Linked DNA regions of Gossypium hirsutum: region 2 is linked to region 1. Evidence: chromatin contacts called from public Hi-C data. All regions are on one chromosome and are shown on one strand. Each heading gives the region's core, a stretch centred on a gene start, on an enhancer-like site or on the middle of the called end of the contact. The rest is flanking DNA. Distances are from core to core; before and after follow the strand shown. Region 1 holds the start of LOC121213665 (myosin-binding protein 2). Region 2 holds the start of LOC121213667.

Evidence for each region. Hi-C and Micro-C count contacts between places; a contact is called where the count stands out from the background.
Region 2: a Hi-C map of leaf shows a contact between it and region 1, with 3 times the contacts expected there. The contact joins the promoter of LOC121213667 here to the promoter of LOC121213665 in region 1. A contact is called at or near these places in 2 of 34 Hi-C or Micro-C datasets (both in leaf).

Annotation. Positions count from the first base shown.
Region 1 is chrD01:46,239,004-46,243,288 of Gossypium_hirsutum_v2.1, forward strand. LOC121213665 (myosin-binding protein 2) reads left to right here and starts at 2,403. Exons shown (of 4, transcript XM_041086545.1): 1 at 2,403-4,254. The coding sequence starts at 2,940.
Region 2 is chrD01:46,385,617-46,389,547 of Gossypium_hirsutum_v2.1, forward strand. It overlaps LOC121213667, which reads right to left and starts at 1,422. Exons shown (of 10, transcript XM_041086549.1): 1 at 627-1,422; 2 at 399-536. The coding sequence starts at 1,073.

The DNA.
Region 1 (4,285 bases), core at 1,153-3,652:
CAAATAAACGGAACAAATAGTCCCCTGTATCAGCATATTTAGACATGTGGTCCGCAACCCCATTTTAATATCTCGGAATATGTCGGACACAAACCTCCCATCTTCGCCGTAATAAATAATAAAATTTGATTTAACGGAATCAAATTCTACCATTTAAGTCAAAATTGAAATTTCAAAATTTTAAAAACTGAAATTTACCAAATTATACATTATAATAGCAAAATTTAATTAGAAAATTTATTGTAATCCTGATTACTTTCTTGCCAAATATTATATATTTTGGATTAAAGAATGGAATGGCACTTAATTCTAGAAAAATCAAAAGGAGTTTAAGCTTGGACCGAATGGAAATATTTTATATAAGCCGGATTTAATGCGAAAAACAAGACTGATTTCTTTTTTTAATTTTTCTTAAAAATTCCAGATGATGCTTTAAAGCTTATGTATTTGATTGCAAAAGCAGAGGGTCTGCTAGAATTTTTCAGCCCACTTTGTGGGATCACCTCTTACCGCCCTTTTGGTCAAAAAAAAACACACTAGAAAGCTCTCTCACATTTTTTTTTTCAAAAACAAAAAAAATCTTTTATAATTGTACTCAACTTTTTGAACAATGTTCTTCAAAGTTGATCCACATTAACAAAAAAAAACCCTTAAATTTTATAAGATTATTAAAAAAAAAAAGGAGATTTTGTTTGAGTGTACTTTATTGTAAGATTAATTTCCTTTGAGCTGGAATCCTATATAGCCTGGAAATTATGTAAGGTTGATGATATAAATTAAAGTAGAGGAAGAGGGAACAAAAATCATATTTAATGGTTAATTTAATTTTTAACTTGGGGTTGGGATTTTAGGACCTAAAAAGCCAGTGGGGGCATAATTTAGATATTAAAGCTTGATTAAAGCAAATCAGCATAATTAAATTAAATAAAAAATATGAAAATTTTGTAAATAAATATCAATAATTTTATTTAAATATTTATCTTAATTTATAACAAACTTAGTAAATAAACATGTATTTATTTTTAATTCATTATTTTATTGAAATCCAGATCATTTTCTTATCTATATTGGAAGTTTCTAAAATTCGTATTACGGTAACTGAAATTGAGAATAAAATAATCTACAAATAAATCACATGATTTTTATTACTATAATTACTATTACTATTTCTCTTTTCGATATTTCTTAACATAAAAATACATTCCTCAATCGTTAAATTAAATGATCAGTTAGAGTTTGGATAATATTTCTCTTATTCTTTTAAGTGCAATAACCTTTAGGTAAACAAAATTATATTGTAAAATTTAGTTGGCATTCGTAAAAAAGAAATTATACATAGGATCAAATGTTGAATATATTACACTACTTTCTTTAATGTATTTAGATGGAAAATAATATTCAAATATTTCTTTATAGACATATAAGGTTATTTAAAAGCATATTTTATTAAATTCTTTTTGTTATACAAATAAATTTAGTTTTTTTTATTATATTTTAATCTCAATTTTCATAAGATTATGTTAAATTATTCTAATTCTTATTTTTATTACAAATTGTTTGCTAATAAGTAAATATATAATGTTGAAAAAAATTATAAATTATAATTATAATAATTTATGAAATTTACTGTTAACAAAAAGAGATTTTCTTTTTGAGGGTTAGAGTTTTTTTTTAGTTAGAATAAAATTTTATTTGAAAATAAAAATATTAAATTGATCAAAATAATAAAAATAAATAGTAAGTTGATTCAAAATTTAAGTTTACGCCTATAATTTAAGAATACATGGTAATAAGATTATAGGTATATTATTATATCCTTAAACTATTTGAGAATGTGAACAATAATAGGTTGAGAATCAAAATAACTTAATTTCATTATAGGTTGTAAGCTAATTTAGTGTTTTTATTTTTAAGAAATCCAATAAAATTATACATACTAAATATATTAATAAAATTTTAATTTACCATTTAATTAAAACTTTATTTTAATATTTTTATGCATTTTACTTTTATTATTCATCTATCTGTAGTTGATAAAATATCTAGTATATAGCAGTATAGGTAAATATACTTGTAAATTTTGAAGAAAAAAAGAAAAGAAAATAAAAGAAAAGAAGAGCAAGTTTAAGGAATCCAAAGCTAGAAACTGAAATTCAAGAGTCCATTTCTTTTCTCACACAAAGGAATAGTATGGCAGAGATAAAAAGGATAAATAGTGTCCACGAAAAACAGAGTTAAAAGGAGCAGGAAGAACATGAAGCAGCAGCAACCTGTCCTAAATGGAGCCCACTTTTAACTTTGAGAGTGGTCTCCACCAACCCATTGGTAAGGTTGGTGGGGCCTCCCATTTTCTTTGTCCCAAACAAAACAACACCAGACTGGAGGGACTGTAAGGGTGGGGGCTGCCATAGCTGGCTACCTCTACCCCTTCCATTAATCCATTGGCATCAACCTTAAGCTTAAGCTAAATGAAAATTTATCACTTAAAACAAATATCAGTTTAGTTGTTTAAGATCCCAATAGTTGCTTAATTCTGTCAAAAAAACAACCAAGGAAAATAAATTCCTTTATTTACTCTGACTCAAACCTTTTTCAATGTTTTTTAGTTTTTATTTTTGTTTTTGTGGAAAATGATTTCTATGGGTTGATTTTCCTCAGGGTTTCAGTCTTCTTTGGCTGTCACTTTCCTATTCAAAACCGCCTTTTATGATTTCCAAGTCTGAAAAAATATAATACCCATTTCTTTAGACTTTCCGATTCTTCTCTCCCTTATTGAAAAACCATTTCAATGTCACTTCTTTTTCATTCTCCATAACTCTTTTTATCTTAAGCTCTTTCGTCTTCTTCTTATCTAACAACTTCTTCTCTTTTTTTTTTTTTGTTTCTGTTTTGTCCCTTTTCTCCTCTCTGTACATAGCAGAAAACACAGAGCATCATTAATGGCTGCCAACAAATTTGCTACCATGTTGCATAAAAACACTAATAGGATCACTCTTATTCTTGTCTACGTCTTACTAGAATGGATTCTGATCGTTCTCCTCCTTTTGAATTCACTGTTTTCTTATCTGATCATCAAGTTTGCTGATTACTTTGGTCTTAAAAGGCCCTGCCTTTGGTGTTCTAGGCTTGATCATATCTTTGAGCCATCAAAGTACAAATCATATAGAGATCTTGTGTGTGATGATCATGCCAATGAGATTTCTAAATTGGGTTTTTGTTCAAATCATCGGAAACTCTCTGAATCTCGAGATATGTGTGAGGATTGCTTGTCCTCGTCGCCGTCGGAGAATGGTGATGATGAAGTGATGGAAAACGGCGATGAGGATTTCAAGTGTTCTTGTTGTGGTGTCATGGTGGAGAAAAAGTGGAATCTTCCTTGTTTCATGATTAAACCTTCCTGGGAGGTTTTGGATTATCCCCAGGAAGGAAATTTAATCACTGAAGGTGGAGAAAAAGTTGAGGGTATTATTGCAGATGAGGGTAATGCTTCAGATGGAATCAGATCAGATTTTGTGGCTGGTGATCATAAAGATGAACAGATGATTGAAGAAAACAAGAGAGTTGGCATCATTTCTGATGATGAAGGTATTGAACCAAGGGAAGTGGAAAAAGAGGAGTTTTCATATTTTGTTTCTAGTTTTGATTGCAACCAAGTGGCTGCTAATGGAGATGAAGACGATGTGGTTATAGAGAAAGATCAATCTTCAGTGGATGAAGGAGACTTAACTGTGTCAATGGCTGACCAGGGGTTAACTCAAGTCACTTGTGCCAAAGAGGAGTCTCCTGAAATTCTGAACAAGCATCTGGAGTTTTATATCGGGGGGGATGACTGCCATTTGATTCCAGTTGAATTGATGGATTCTACTGCTATGAGAAGCCAAAAAATATACGAGTTCACAGAGGAAGATGAAGACGTTGCTGGTACTGGAGATGTTATTTTGGACTTTGATTTGCAGCAACCTGGGACACGAGTGGAGTTGGTTGTGGAGAATGGTTGCAGTTCAGCGGAGAAAGTGACACCCCTTTCACCCCATGTGAGTGAAGAGGAAACCATTGATGCAGTGGATGAACCAATGGAGCCTAATGGCAAGGAGGGCTTTTCAACTCCTGCAGTGGAGCTAGATTTGATGGAGAAGGAAGATGATCAACATGTTGCTACCACTCAAGCAAATATGCCCTCCTTGAATGAAGCTGATGATGTTCAACCAAATGCCACAACAAGAGAAGAGGAAATCGATTTAGATGTTAATCAAGGTACTTGCTTAATCCAATTTGATATAAATTT
Region 2 (3,931 bases), core at 172-2,671, 150 kb after region 1:
TAAGGTCAATTCAAAAAGATATGTTTCTTCAAATAAAAAGAATTGTAGGATAATTTTAAATGTTAAAACTAACATAATATCAAAAGTTGAGATGGCGCAATGGAAAATCATAAATCAGTGCAATTATTTATGATTACTCAAATAAAACTAAAAATTCCAATCACATTCCTGGCAAAACCATGGATGATAGCCCGTTAATCTGGTCAAACCACAAATCGAGCTTTGGCAAAAAGTTCTCAATTTGAACACTCAATCATGCAAGAAATTAATGCGTTAAAACCTCCTCCATTCCTCCAATCTAGCTAACATAATCAACAAATTCAAATTGTGATCAAATAAAATAATAATAATAAACCCAGAGCGCGCACACACACACACAAAGAAAAAAAAACACTCACATCAGCAAGCTTGGCAACGGTACTCTCCCTGAAAAGCTTCAACCAAGGAAACTGCCCCGCTACCACTAGCTGAAATACCTTACCATAGTAATCCGCAAACTTCTGCATTTGAATTTCTTGCTGTTCGCCATTCCATTCCTAATTCCCCAGACAAATTAAAAATATTTATATAATGAATCCAGTTATCCAAGCAAAAGACAATCAAATTTATCATCTTGGTACACTTACAGCGAAATAAGCAGAGAGATCAGTGGGATCGATCTTCGCAGCGGCTTCTACAACCGTAACCTTAGGCTTCTTCGGCTTCTTTTGCTTCGCCTTCTTCTCCTCATCTGCTGGCTTCCCGTTAGGTTTAAGGCCATCCAGATCACTGCCATCGTCATCGTCGGAATCATCGATGACCGATCTTTTAGGCTTATGCTTGGCATCGGCATCAATGGCAGCAGCAGCGTAAGCTCTTTGAGCTTCAACAATCCGACGACGGCGATCATCGGACTGTTGCTCGAGGGAATGGAAAACGCTGGCGGAGCCATTAGTTAGGGTTCCGTTAGGACGGGGGAGGTTGGGATCGGCGTTGGGCTTGGTCTTGCGTTGACGTTTGGGATAAGAGACCTTTTGCCAGCCGTGGTCAACGTGGTTGGCATTGGTGGTTTCGTGAAGATCGACGGACTCCATTGTTGGGAAAATTTGGAGAGAAATGAAAGAAGGAAAATTGGAGAGGAAAATAGTGAGAAAAGGAAATATAAATAAGGAAAGAAAAGGAGAAAAGGGAATGGATAATAAGGAATTAAGCAACGCAAAACGCGTAAATACTTTTGCTCAGATTAGGGATGCATTGCGGACGGAGGAGACGAGACAAACGATTCAGAAAAACGGACATTAATTATTATTTATATTATCCTTTGCTAAATATTTTTCTTCCCATTCTATTATCTGCTAATTTGGAAATCAATTTTCTTTTTCTTTTCCTGCGATACATAGTTTTCTTTCGTGCGATATAGGGATGATAGCGTGTAACAATTAAAATATATTATATTTCTTTGATAAAGTATATATTATTTGATAGGTTGTTTTCTAATGGCAAGCATTTTTTATTTCCCGGCTATGAGAAGTTTTTCCATAAAATGGATATGGAGAGGGTGCTGGTTTCCGTGGACTTTTAATAATCATCTACTGTTGTTACATTGAATGAAATTGAGAGAAGATTTGAAGAGGGTACCTTTAATATTTGTGAATTTTTTGGTACAGGTTCATGATGTGCCCCCGGGTTTCTTTTATGATGCTATGGCCAGACAATTGGGTGATTTTCTTGGAAAGGGTTGTGAAGTTACTTATATATAAAGGTTCAATTGGATGTTAGACGCCTTTTAAAGAGAAAGAAGAAAGTGATGTTCGCGTCTGGTAGCTGTTTTTATGTCTCTTTTAAATACGAGAGATTGACTCTATTTTGTTTCTTTTGTGGAAAGTTAGGGCATAACGGCTCGTTCTATCAAGCAAAAATGTCATTGAGGGTTGAGGTTGCAGAGTTCAGTTGGGATATGTCGTTGAAAGCTCAGTCTAGGAAAGCTCTTGCCATAAGTAATGTTTGGTTACGTGATGAGGACGAAAGAATAAAAGGGGGTAGTCGGTTTGGTAATAATGTTTCTAGTTGGAGTAAGGGGGAATGAGAGGAAGGGGAGAAGTTGGCTCTCATATTGATCCTATATTGGGAGTGAACTTGGAAGGAGATATCAATTTATCTTTAAGCCTTGATAGGGAGTCAGTGAAAATTCAGGATTAAGTGGATATGAAGCATGATTCAGAAGATTGTGTTATAGAGGGTGGGGATGGAAAAAAGAGGCCTAGAAGGGAGGGTATAAGTTCGAGTGGAGATAAGGAGTTGGGTACTTTGGTTGTTCGGGAAAGGAGGGTGGTAGGACAAAATCACTTTTTATTGGCAGCTGCTAAGGGGCAAGTTGACCGGTCGCAATGAAAATCATAAGTTGGAACGTCCGTGGATTGGGGAGTCCACGGGCTGTAAGAAGACTTCGGTACATGCTGAAGGTGTATAATCCCCAAGTGGTTTTCTTTGTAGAGGCAAAGTTAAGTAAGGATCAGATTGAAAGAGTGAGAAGAAGATGTGGTTTTTTTAATGGTATAGATGTTGCTGCAGATGGGTCAAGAGGAGGGTTGTGTTTGGCATGGAAAGGGGACACTACAATTAAGCTTCGAAGTTTTTCTAGGAATCATGTTGATGCTAAGGTTATAGACAATGAGATAGGTAAACAGTGGAGGTTCACGGGTTTTTATGATAATCCTTATGCCCGTAAAAGATATGTCTCTTGGAATGTGGTACGAGGCTTAAGGCGTCAACAAGATCTTCCATGGTTGGTATGTGGTGATTTCAATGAAATATTATATGCTTGTGAGAAAGTAGGAGGGGTGCCAATGGATAAAGGGAGAATGATATCATTTAGAGGGGTACTGGAGGAATGCCATTTAATGGATGTGGGTTATTCGAGGGTTTTCTTTACATGGGAAAAGGGTAATTTACCGGACACGGATATTAAGGAGAATTTGGGTAAGGGAGTGGCAAATGCGGAGTAGATAGACATGTTTCCAGTTGCAGTGATTTAGCACTTACCACATTCTTTTTCTGATCATTGTCCCTTACTGATTCAAACAGATCAAGGAAATAATTACATGTCGAATATGAGGTTTCGTTTTGAGGCTTAGTGGGTGGTAGATGAATCTTTTGAACCTGAGGTTAAACGTGTTTGGTCATCTACTTCAGGTAATTTACTACACAGGTTGGAGGTTTTAAAGTCTGGGTTGACTTCTTGGGTATGATCAATTAATAGAAACAGAGAGGGTTTGAAAAAGAAGTTGTCGTCGAAATAGGAATATTTGATGGCTAAAGAGAGAGATGATGAGAACCTAGCTGAGCTCATTGACACAAAGATCCAATTGAACCTTGAAATTGAGAAGGATGAGAGATACTAGGAGCAGAGGGCTCGAGTTAATTGGCTTAAGCTCGGAGATAGAAACACGAATTTTTCCATAACCAGGCTACTAACCGGAAACAAAGAAATGCTATTCGTAGTTTGGCGTATGAGGATGGGAGGGAGACAAGTGATGGGGGCGAAATGGAGGAGATTGCAAGGGGTTTCTTTCAAAATCCTTTTTCCTTTAGGAGTGTTGGAAACTTGGATCACATTCTTTCTAGGATTGAAAGATGTATCTCAAACGATGATAATGAAGGTTATTGGAAAAATATTCAGAGGAAGAAGTTTGGGCAGCTTTGAAAAGCATGGGACCAACAAAGGCATCAGGAGATGATGGGCTCCCAATTTTATTTTTTCAGAGGTGTTGCACATAGTGGGATGGGATGTTGCGGCCTATTGCTTGAATATCTTGAATGAGGGGTATGAATTTCGACCCTTTGAATATTACTAATTTGTTCTTATCCTAAAAATCCCTCACCCAACAAATTTAGGGAACTTTAGGTCCATTAGCCTATGCAATGTTCTATACAAGCCGGTAGCAAAGATGAT